Linked DNA regions of Sus scrofa: region 2 is linked to region 1. Evidence: chromatin contacts called from public HiChIP or PLAC-seq data. All regions are on one chromosome and are shown on one strand. Each heading gives the region's core, a stretch centred on a gene start, on an enhancer-like site or on the middle of the called end of the contact. The rest is flanking DNA. Distances are from core to core; before and after follow the strand shown.

What was found. HiChIP or PLAC-seq counts read pairs in DNA pulled down with a chosen protein or histone mark.
Region 2: an H3K27ac HiChIP or PLAC-seq map of alveolar macrophages shows a contact between it and region 1. The contact joins the promoter of JUNB here to the promoter of GADD45GIP1 in region 1. A contact is called at or near these places in 2 of 5 promoter capture datasets (fetal liver and liver), 1 of 47 Hi-C or Micro-C datasets (liver) and 1 of 2 datasets of contacts at active chromatin or transcription factors (alveolar macrophages).

Annotation. Positions count from the first base shown.
Region 1 is chr2:66,083,329-66,089,465 of Sscrofa11.1, forward strand. GADD45GIP1 (growth arrest and DNA damage-inducible proteins-interacting protein 1) reads left to right here and starts at 4,093. Exons shown (of 2, transcript XM_003123339.4): 1 at 4,093-4,483; 2 at 5,886-6,137. The coding sequence starts at 4,134.
Region 2 is chr2:66,217,804-66,223,455 of Sscrofa11.1, forward strand. JUNB (transcription factor jun-B) reads right to left here and starts at 1,632. Exons shown (of 1, transcript XM_005674483.3): 1 at 1-1,632.

The DNA.
Region 1 (6,137 bases), core at 2,843-5,342:
AAGTTCCCAGGCCAGGTATTAAATCTGAACCGTAGCTGCAGCAATGCCAGAGCCTTAACCCACTGCGCAGGGCTGAGAATCCAACTGGTACCTCCACAGAGACAAGCCAGATCATTAACCCACTGTGCCACAGTGAGAACTCCATAATATTTTTTTATGGCCTATATGGAAGTTCCTGGGCCATGGATTGAACCTCGGCCTTTGCAGTGACCTGAGATGCTGCAGTCAGATTCTTCTTTTTTTTTTTTTTTTTTTTTTTGGGTCTTTTTTATATTTTTAGGGCCATTCCTGCAGCATATGGAGGTTCTCAGGCTAGGGGTCGAATCAGAGCTACAGCTGCCAGCCTACACCACAGCCACTTGGGATCCAAGCTGTGTCTTTGACCTACACCACAGCTCACTGCAACACCAGATCCTTAACCCACTGATTGAGTCCAAGGATTGAACCCACATCCTCATGGATACTAGTCAGGTTAGTTACCCCCACAAGCCATAATGGGAATTCCCCCTGTAGATTTATTGTACATACTATGTAGCTGTGTTTTTCACACTATGGGTCATGGGGGCCCATTACTATTATTTTATGTATGTATGTATGTATTTTTGCTTTTTAGGGCCATACCTGCGGCATATGGAAGTTCCTAGGCTAGGGGTCAAATCAGAGTTACAGGTGCCAGCCTACACCATAGCCACTCGGGATCAGAGCTATGTCTGCAACCCACACCACAGCTCACACTGACGCAAGATCCCCAACCCACTGAGCGAGGCCAGGGATCGAACCTGCATCCTCATGGATACTAGTCGGATTAGTTTCTGCCGAGCCACAATAGGAATTCCTATTATTATTGTTTTAAAATTTTATATCCACACCCACAGTATATGGAAGTTCCCAGGCCAGGGACTGAATCCAATCCACATCTGTGACCTATGCTGCAACTGTGGAGGCAACTTGGGATCATTTAACCTGATGTGCCAGGCCGGGAATTGAACATGCATGCACCTCTGCAGTGACCTGAGCTGCTACTGTTGGATTCTTAACCCACTGCACCACAGCACCACAGCAGGAACTCCAGAAATTGACTTCTCTCGTTCTCACTGTAATCCTTTTTGTTGCTTGAATTTTCATTTTTAAAATTGTGAAATATAATAAATCTACAGGAAAGCATGCAACCCACACATATACGGTTATATACAACTGAAAGAATAATTATAACTCAGGCATCATGAAGCCCAGATCAAAACTAACACTGAATATAATTCACTTAGATAAAAGCAAACAGAATGGGAATGCCCAGCTCAGTGACCTGTTACAAAGCAAACCCCTCCCACCCCACCCCCACCCCCTGCCATGTGACCACAACCCAGATGTCTCCTCATTGCCATCAGAGGCATCCCATCCTGACTTCCAGAAGAATCATTGCCTGCCTTTCCTTTCTCTTTTATCCCTTAAGGTGCACATTCATAATGACCAGGATTTTCAACTTTATATAAAAAGGATGATTTGTGTAAACTTTACACAATGAAAAACTTTTTTTTTTTCTTTTTTTTTTTTTTAGGGTCGTACCCATGGCATATGAAGGTTCCCAGGCTAGGGGTCAAATCGGAGCTATAGCTGCCAGCTTACACCACAGCCCCAGCAACGCAGGATCCAAGCTACATCTGCGACCTACACCACAGCTCACAGCAATGCTGGATCTTTAACCCACTGAGCAAGGTCAGGGATCGAACCTGTGTCCTCATGGATACTAGTCGGGTTCGTTTCCATTGAGCCACAACGTGGACTCCTGAAAAGCATTCTTTTATGAAAAAGAATCATTTGGGGCCTGCTTCCTTTGTTGCATAGGTGTCTATGAGAATTATCCACATTGCTGTAAACAGTGGCAAATGCTCATGGATTCCTGTGTGGTAGTCTGTTAGCTGAAACATCAAATTTTAGGTATCCATTCTACTGCAGATGGACTCAGGTCTGGACTGTTTCTAGCTTGAGATTAATATATATGAGATATATGGTACTGCCATGAAGTATGGAAACTCTTATCCAGGCTTCCTGGCTCACTAAGCAAACTGCAAAAAAAAAATTGGGGGGTGATAAAATATACACCTAACATAAAATTTACTATTTTAACCATCTCTCGGGGTACTGTTCAGTGGTATTAAACACATTCACAATGTTGTGCAACCATCATCACCGTCCATCTCCAGAACTTATTCATCATCCCAAACAGAAACTCTGGGAGGTCCTGTTGTGGCTCAGTGGTAATGAAGATGTGGGTTTGATTCCTGGCCTTGCTCAGTGGGTTAAGGATCCGGTGTTGCCATGAGATGTGGTGTAGGTCACAGATGCAGCTCAGATCCTACGTTGCTGTGGCTGTGGTGTAGGCCGGCAGCTGTAGCTCTGATACCCCTAGCCTGCCGTGCGTGCAGCCCTAAAAAGCAAAAAATAAAAAAATTAAGAAATTAAAAATAGAAATTAAGAGATCCTTCTGTGGCACAGTGCATTACAAATCCGACTGCAGAAGCTCAGGTCTCTGTGGAGGTGAGGGTTCGATCCCCTACCTGGAGCAGTGACTTAACAGATCTGGTGCTGCCACAGCTGTAGCATGAATTCAATCCCTGGTCCAAGAATTTTCATATGCTTCAGGTGTGGCCATAAGATTTTAAAAAACAGTATTTAATTTCTGCACCACAATCACTTTAAACATTTTAAAATACAAAAAAATTAAATTAGGAGTTCCCTGGTGGCCTAGCAGGCTAAGGATCTGGCATTGTCACTGCTGTGCCACATGTTCAATCCCTGGCCCAGGAAATTCTACATGCCGAAAGTGAGGCTAAAAAAAAAAAAATTAAAAGGCATAAAGTAAATATTTACACTAGAATTTATCTGGGCTTTTGTTTTTTTGTTTTGGCTGTGACTGTGGCATGCGGAAGTTCCCAGCAGGGATGGAACCTGGGTCACAGGAGCAACCAAGCCTCTGCAGTGATAACACTGGATCCTTAACACATTGCACCACAAGGGAACTCTATACAATAGAACTCAAGCTTTCTACATAACTATCTTAAATGATAGTTACATACAAATTTAAATAAATGTTTTAAATAGAAATGTAAATATTTAAAATGTTAAATAAAGCTTTACATAATTATTCAAAATTAAAATTCTGGGGAGTTCCCTTAGTGGCTAAGCCCTTAACGAACCCGACTAGAATCCATGAGGATGCGGGTTCAGTCCCTGGCCTTGCTCAGCGGGTTAAAGATTTGGTTGTGGCATGAGCTGTGGTGTAGGTCGAAGATGCAGCTCAGATCCCGGATCCTGCATTGCTGTGGCTGTGGTGTAGGTGGGTGGCTACAGCTCCGATTGGACCCCTAGTCTGGGAACCTCCACATGCCATGGGTGCGGCCCTTAAAAAAAGATTTAAAAATAAATAAATAAATATTTAATATAAGCAATATTTAAATAAGTATTTATGTACAACTTAAACACTTTAACCTTTTTTTTTTTTTTTTTTTTTTTTTTTGTCTTTTTAGGGCCGCCCTTGCGGCATATGGAGGTTCTCAGGCTAGGGGTCTAATCAGAGCTGCAGCCGCTGGCCTATGCCAGAGCCACAGCAACACCAGATCAGAGCCGGGTCTGCATCCTACACCACAGCTCAAGGCAATGCCGGATCCTTAGCCCACTGAGCAAGGCCAGGGATAGAACCCCCAACCTCATGGTTCCTAGTTGGATTCGTTTCCGCTGCGCCACGATGGGAACTCCCTAAACACTTTAACTCGATTTCAAGCATTTAAATTAAATATAAGTAAGTAGATTGATCTTAAATTGAAATATGTGAATTTTTAAATAGATATTTAAACAATTGTTTAAATTTTAAACATTTAAAGTTTAATATAAAAATTAAATGCTATTTTTAAAATATAAAATTAAAATTTAATAATTTTAATAAATTAACAAATAAATAATTAATGTAAAATTATACTTAAAGATGTGTAAAAATAATTACACCTCTTCTCTCCTGCTCCCTGCCCGGAACTGAGGCATCAGCGAACCTCTTCTCCTCCTCCTGGCCCGCAGAGGACTTCACGCGCAGGCAGCGCCTTAGCCAGCCCGGCCAGCTCCTAGGACCCCGCACGGCCAAGATGGCTGCGCCCGTGCAGCAGGCGCGCACTTTGCTCCGCCTGGTAACGACCCTGGGCCAGGGCTCTCGAGGCTACCGGGCACGGCCGCCCCCGCGCCGTTCGCAGGAGCCCAGGTGGCCCGACCCGGATGACCCGCTTACCCCGCGCTGGCAGCTGAGTCCGCGCTACGCGGCTAAGCAGTTCGCGCGGCATGGCGCCGCCTCCGGAGTGGCCGCCGGTTCTCTGTGGCCGTCGCAGGAACAGCTGCGCGAGCTGGAGGCTGAGGAGCGCGAATGGTACCCGAGCCTGGCAGCCATGCAGGAATCGCTGCGGGTGCAGCAGCTGGCAGAAGAGCAGAAGCGTCAAGCCAGGTGCGTGCGTGCGGTCTGGCGCGGTGCTTCGGTCGGTGGGTGAACTCTGCTCCAAACAGTGCTTACTCCCCTGGGCGCTTACCGCGGGGTTTAAATGCAGTATTTACGTGCATGCTCACCTAGTTACAAAACAGACTTCTGAACAGTTCATTTAGTCATTCATCAGCAAGTCTTTATGGAGCGCCTATTGTGTGCAAGGCCTAATCCTGGGTCCTGAGGACACAGCAGGGAACAAAACAAAGATGATATCTGTTGAGAGCCATTAGGAAGATAAAATTGGTTGGAGAACTGCACACCTTAGGGTGACTTAGGTTTGGTAGGCCTGAGGAGTTGATGTTTAAATGTTTAAGCAGGAGCTGCCGCTGTGGTGCAATGGGATCAGCAACCTCTTGGGAGGGCTGAGACACGGGTTCAGTCCCCGGCCCAGCACAGTCGGTTAAGGATCCGGTTTTGCCGCAGGGCGGCCAAAATAAAAAAGTTTAAGTAGAGACCTGAAAGAGCAGACATAATCAAGGGAAGATCTTAGGGAGAGTGTTCTGGGTAGAGGGAATATCTGGTGCAAAGGCCCTGAGGCAGGAATGTGCTTTAAGGAACAGTGTGGCTGGGGAAGAGGGGGAGGTGATGGGTATGGAATCAAGGGCAGAGACCAGACGTGGGAGTCAGGTGGAGGCAAGACCAGGGACTTTGGGATGGCACCACTTACTAGAGGGAAGGGGCACCCAAAGGCAGGCAAGTGTGTTCCTGGTGTTTATTGTTCTTGTCCTCACAACTGCTCTAAGAGGGACTCATCCTTATTTTAGAGATGCAGAAACTGAGGCCTGGGAAGGTGAATTCTCTTGTCCAGTCACCCAGGCAGTGAACAGTAGAATTAGGCTGTGAACCTGACTCTGATAACTCCAGTTATCCTAGCTGGAGCTCCTAATTCTTAAAATGGGACACTGACTGACACCCATAAACTCATAGGATGGGAGGAAAAGGTCCAATCCATTTCTTGCCTTCATGTATGTCTGTGCCTAGAACTGGGCCTGGCGAACAGCAGATGCTCAGTGATGTCTGTAGGATGAAGGCGTGAGCTGCACCTAACCTGTGGCACTCACATGGCTCAGTAGACAGCTCAGGGAAGTGTTGGGCTGACTTGGGGTCTGCTTCTGGGGGTTATTGGGGCTTGGTTCTCACATGCTGAAGGCCACATACAAGTTTCTCTCTTCTGCCTCTCTTCACTTGTCAAGGGCTTTTTTTTGACAGCTTAAATGGCCACCACAAGTCTTCCCGGTCCATCTGGCGACATGGGGAGTTGGGAGAGGCAGGATATGGGCAAAGGCTTGGGACCTAGGTAGCGTTGGATGGGTATTGTTCTGGCTGAGTGTGGCTCCCCTCACTGACCACCCTCCTTCCCCTGCAGGGAGCAGCTCATTGAAGAGTGCATGGCTAAGATGCCACAGATGATTGAGAACTGGAGGCAGCAGCAGCAAGAGCGAAGGGAGAAGGAGCAAGCAGACAAGGATCGGAGGGCCCGGCTGCAGGCTGAGGCCCAGGAGCGCCTGGGATACCACGTGGACCCAAGGAGTGCTCGCTTCCAGGAGCTGCTGCAGGACATGGAGAAGCAGCATCGCAAGCGCCTCAAGGAGGAGAAACAAAGAAAGAAGAAGGAGGC
Region 2 (5,652 bases), core at 382-2,881, 130 kb after region 1:
TGGGTGCCCTTACTTTCTGCCAGGAGATCTGGGGTCCTTCCCCAAATACATCCCTAGGGGCTGGGGTGCTTCCTCCTTCACTCACGTGGGTGAGAGGCCCTACTCCTATTTTAGTGTGAGGGTCTCCTCACCATCCAGAATACCCAAAGGGGGATCCACACTCCCTCATCTGAGGGCTCCCTTCCCCTGCTGACAGAGAGGACCTGAAAATCCATGAGTCGAATCTGAGGGAACCTCTCCAGAGCCTCTTCCCCAAAATGGGTGAAGGTTTAGATGCTGAGGCTTTAGTTATACTTAAGGTGGGACTTCCAGGAGGTAGGCTATGAGCCACTAGAACCAGAGATGAGCCTCTCAGTATCTGTCTCCTCTCTGTCTTGAAAGAGACATGTCTATCTTTTGGAAACATGGAAGTTTCTTTAGGGTAGACTTAGGCTGAGGGAGAGGAGATAGCCAGCCTTTGTAGGGCAGACACAGCTCACCAAGTGTGGAGGAGAGAAGGAAAACGAAAGAGGCGAAAGAGAAACTGAGCTATGTGGGGGCAGGGGGAAGTCCAGCAGAGCCGGTGGTGGTGTTGGGGAGGAAGGTCCCATGAGAAGCTGGGGGTGTCCCCATCTTTGGAGGGTCCTTGTGACCTCTGGGTACCCCCTCCCCTCCTCCTTTGCTTGAACTGCTCCCCTCCCCCTCCCCAGGCTCAAGGGAGATTCCAGTGGCCGCTGAGTCTGGCAGGCATGCTGCCAGGCCTGTGTCTCCCGCCCATGCTAATAACTGCAGCTGACATCTGGCTGGGCCCTGCGGGGGCGCAACGGGGTAGTGTTGGGGGGCTGGGCAGGTCTGGTTGGAGGGCAGCATCTCAGGAGGCTAACCTGCAGGTCCCACAGGCTAGGAGTACACAGTGAGTCATCCCTGACCAGTGCTGAAGCTGGCTGTGCCAGGGGAGCCTTGGAGAGAGGCAAGACTGGCCCATGAGCGTAGAGATGGAGGGCAAGGCCTGAGCAAGGAAAAGTGGATGTATGGGGGTGGGGGTCAGGGCAGGGAGAGATGCAAGATTAGAGTCATGCAAACTCAGAGACTCTTGAGACAGGCCAACAGACTGAGAAATAATAATTATTATTTTAATAGCTAACACTTATATGGCTCTTACCATGGGCCAGGCACTCTTCTAAGTGGTTTACATGGAATAACTCATTGCCTGTTTCCAACAATCCAGCGAAATGCATGCTCTTTGTATCCCCATTTAACAGACTAAAAAACTTAGGAACAGAAAGGTAAGGAACTTTGCCCCATGTCACATAGCTATAAGCACTGGAATTGATCTAGAACTTGAGATGTCTGACTCCAGAATTTCAGCTCTTTTTGTGTGGATAATCACAACTAGAGAGGCATTTATGCAGTGCCAGCTGTTTGTCAAGTTCTGCAGGCCCTTTCAAGAAGAGTCTCCTGGAATTCCTATAGAGACTTAGCAGAAAAGAACCCGACTAGTATCCATGAGGATGTCCAGAGTTGCCCTGTGCTGTAGCGTAGGTCGCAGAAGTGGCTCGGAGCCGGCATCGCTGTGACTGTGGTGTAGGCCGGCCGGCAGTTGTAGCTCTGATTCGACCCCTAGCCTGGGAACGTCCATATGCCACACCTGGGTCCCGAAAAAGAAAGAGAAAAAAAAAAGGTCTCCTTTATCCTTTAGACAAACAGGGTTGGGCACAGGGCAGAGGGGTGCTAGTGTGTTTGGGGGCAGGCCGGCATGTTGGAGTGGGGTCGGGTCACTCTCTGCACTCTGCACGGGTGTTTGAGCAGGGGGTGGGGATGGGCCAGTGAGGGAGGGCGGGGGCCCAGCTGAGCTGGTACAGCCGGTTCCAGGCCCCTGCCAGTCTCACCCTTGTGGCCTGGGCACCACCCCCTCACGCCGTCCCACTGGCGCCAAGGCTGGCCCAGAGAGGAGAGCCCCCTCCTCCATCAGCCCTGGGTGCCCAGACTAGCAGCTGGGGACTGCCCAGGCCCTGGGTTCCAGACCAGCATCTGCCCAAGGAGTCTGTGTCCAGGCTTCCCTCATGCCCAGGGCCCGGGGGCCTAGGGGACTGGATAAGGAGGAAGTTCTCCCACCCCCACCCACAGGTCTCTCTGGGGCTTTTGGCCTTGGCAGGAGGGACTTCTCCTTCTTATAAATAGCCTGGTGACACCCCCCCACCCCCCCCCCCACACACACAGCCGGCTCCACTGGCTGGCAGGGCCCTTAATAGAAAACTGGGCTGGGGGCTGCTGGTGAGTCAGCCAGTGGGCAGGCCAGGGCGAGAACCCGCAAGTCACAGCACCCAGACTCCCTCGTCCCTGCCCCTGGGTGTGGACAGGCAGCTGGCAGGAAAAGGCTGAGAATCACGGAGGCCCTCCCCCCAGGAACCCTGGCTTGCCAGCAGCTTCCCTACCCAATCTCTGTGGTTTGGGGGGTCCCTCACCCCTCTCCTGGAGAGGAAGCTGCTCAGTTTTCTTGGAAGCAGGAAGGAGAGGAGAGTTTGTCTCCTCAGGCTGACTCAGCTGGGCACGAGGGGAGTTTCCCACAAAGCTGTTTCTGTCACCCCCCCTCCATGCTGCTGGTGAAGTCTTGGGGGGCCTGAGCCTGGCTGAGATCCTGGGTACCTCATTTTCAGGGGATGTGCTGAGAAAATAGGCCCACACCCTATGAAAGCCTGAGGCTGTTGAACTGGGCCTCCTAGGGGAAGTGACAAACAGTGTGGGGGGTGACAATGTTGGAGAGAGGAAGCACCAGGATTTCTGGGTGGGGTTAGAGATATGGGCTGGGAAGCCCAGAGCCTCACAGCACCTAAGCAAGGTCCAAGGGCGCATGTGTGTCTGGTTGGCTGTGGGTTTGTGTGTGGCTGGCCTGTCAGGGCCTGTGATAGTGTGTGTGAGGCATCTTCTCAGGGTATGTGTCTGTTTGTTGGCCCAGCCCCACAGGGGTGTGTAGGGCCTGTCTGGTTTGGGTGGGGGTGAGGGGGGGAAGGTGTGTGTGTTTGTGTGTGTGTATGATCTATGGAATAGGTTGCATGTGGCTGGCCTAGATGCACAAGTATAGGTTGTTTTGGAGTTCATATGGCTAACCTGTTTGTGTCTGGTGTGTGTCTGTGTATGTGAGGTTTAGGGCTTGCCTGTTTGAGGTGTGTGTGTGAGTGTGGGGTCTGTGGCTGGCCCATGTGTGTCTGTGGGCTCTGTGGCTGGGGTGTGTGTGTGTGGTGTACACACATGCATGCATGCCAGCAGGTTCTGTTAGGGTGTCTCTGTCCAATGTGTTTATGAATGTCCGACTGTGGCCTGTCCATGCTTCTCTGTGCTGGGTGTGACTGTCTGGCTAGACCATGTCTGTGAATATGTCTGTTTGCTTACATCTGCCTGATCTGCCAAAGGGTCTGATGTGTGTGTTATCGGTGAGGTAGTGTGTATTCGTAAGGCTGAGCCTTGGTGTCCCTCAAAACATTTCCTTTTTTTTTTTTTTTTTTTTTTGTCTTTTGTATTTTTAGGGCTGCACCCGCGGCATATAGAGGTTCCCAGGCTAGGGATCAGAGTTACAGCTGACAGCCTATGCCAGAGCCACAGCAACACCGGATCCGAGCCATGTCTGTGCTCTACACTATAGCTCATGGCATGCCAGATCCTTAACACACTGAGAAAGGCCAGGGATCGAACCCATAACCTCATGGTTCCTAGTCAGATTTGCTTCCACTGCGCCACAACAGAACTCCACTCAGAGCATTTCTGAGTGTGTATGCAACTTGGCGTCAGGGAGGGTGGGTTGTCTGTCATGGTGTATGTATCCTTCCATCCTTCTCTCCATAGGTTGATGTTCGTCTCTCTTGCCTCCGCATATCTTCTTGAGTTGGTCATCTTGCTAGTGTGTTTACGTGTGTGGGTCTGGTTCCAACAGTGTTCTTTTTTTGTCTTTTTGCCTTTTCTAGGGCGGCTTCCTGCAGCATATGGAGGTTCCCAGACTAGGGGTCTAATCGGAGCTGTAGCCACAGGCCTTCTCCACAGCCACAGCAATGCGGGATCTGAGCCGCCTCTTCGACCTATACCACAGCTCATGGCAACGCTGGATCCTTAAACCACCGAGCAAGGCCAGGGATCGAACCTGCAACCTCATGGTTCCTAGTCGGATTCATTAACCACTGAGCCACGATGGGAACTCCTCCAACAGTGTTCTGAACACCTCTGGTACAATTCTCCAGGCACTTGTGCTGAAAGTGACTGTCCCTTCTCTCTGAGTCTATCAACATGCATGTGTTGCCTGCCTGCACTTGACGCAGAGTTCTCAGTGTGTCTGTCCTGCCTGTGTGTTTCTGGCCTGTCACATTTGTCTTGGAGTGCCTGGGACCATGCCACCCTCTGCCAGGTTGTCTGCTTCCCACCTGAATGTCCATGTCTTTCTGTGTTAGTTTTTGTCAGTGTGTCCATCTTGCCTGTGTGCCAAGTCCATTTAACTGTGTCACACACTCTCTCCCTTCTTTTATGCTTCTGGCCTGTCGGTGTCGTGTGTTTGGTGGCATTTTAGTCTTGCTTGAGTCTGCCCTGTCACTGTTTGTGTTTGATGGCCGTCTTGCCCAGATTCGTGTCTGACTCTGTCAGAGTGTCCCTGGTTTGCAGTCTCTCTGTGGCCAGGGTGACAGGGGTTTTGTGTGTGTGGACTGGCTTTCTCTCAGAGTGACTGTATGTGTACACTCCTTGCCACCCCCCACAAGTCTGGCCACCCTGAGCCATGTTTACTCTGCCCCCAGCTAATTTCTGCCCTGCTCGGGGAGGGGCTGACCCTCCCATCTGTCCAGCCAGCAGTCCACAGGATGTTCCCGAGACGCCGTCTCCGCCGACATCCCCTCCCTTGGGCCACCCTTGGGTCAGGACCCAGGCGTCCAGGGCAGTGGGGGTGGGGCCGTAGTGTGTGGGGGGGGCATGTCAGGGCCCCGGAATGAGGGTGGGGGGGGATGGGGAAGCGACGTGCCCAACAGGTTCCGTCTCATTCCTGCCCCGCCTCTCACTTCCTGGGTGCCTGCCCAGGGCATGGGGTGGATGGGATGAACCCCATGGCCTCAGAGGGCCTGGGTGGGGCATGGCCTGCCCCACAAGGACTTGCTTGGGCTGGGCATCCTGACACCCAGGCCTGAGAGACAGAAGGAGCCTGGGTCCCTCTACAGGCCAGGCCCCCTCCCTGCTCCAGTGCCCCACTCTGAAAACAAAGCGTCCCATCTATTATTCACCTAATCCCACAACGCGGCCACAATAAGCTGGTCATAATTATCCCCCATTTCCAGTTGGGGAAACTGAGACCCAGAGAGCAAGGAAGGCAGAGACAGGATTTGAACCCAACTCTGTGAGCTAACCAAGACCCCCAGCCAGCTCACCAACAGCCTTCCCTCCCCTCTCTAAAAATGGTACATGTGGGGTGGAGTACAACCCAGGCCCCCACGAGGCCCGCCTGGTTCATGGCTCAAGGGGGCGCCTGGCTTGCTCTGAGTCAAAAGGGGCCCCTGGATGAAATGAATAAGAAAACGGCTTTAACCGTTTCATCGCCACGACGGGCTCTGCCAAAACTTCCTGTGGGCTGTGGGGGGAGGGGCTGGGGGCTGGGTTCCCGGAGGGCTGTGGGGGTAGGCCCTGCCAATTCAGGGGTAGGTGAAC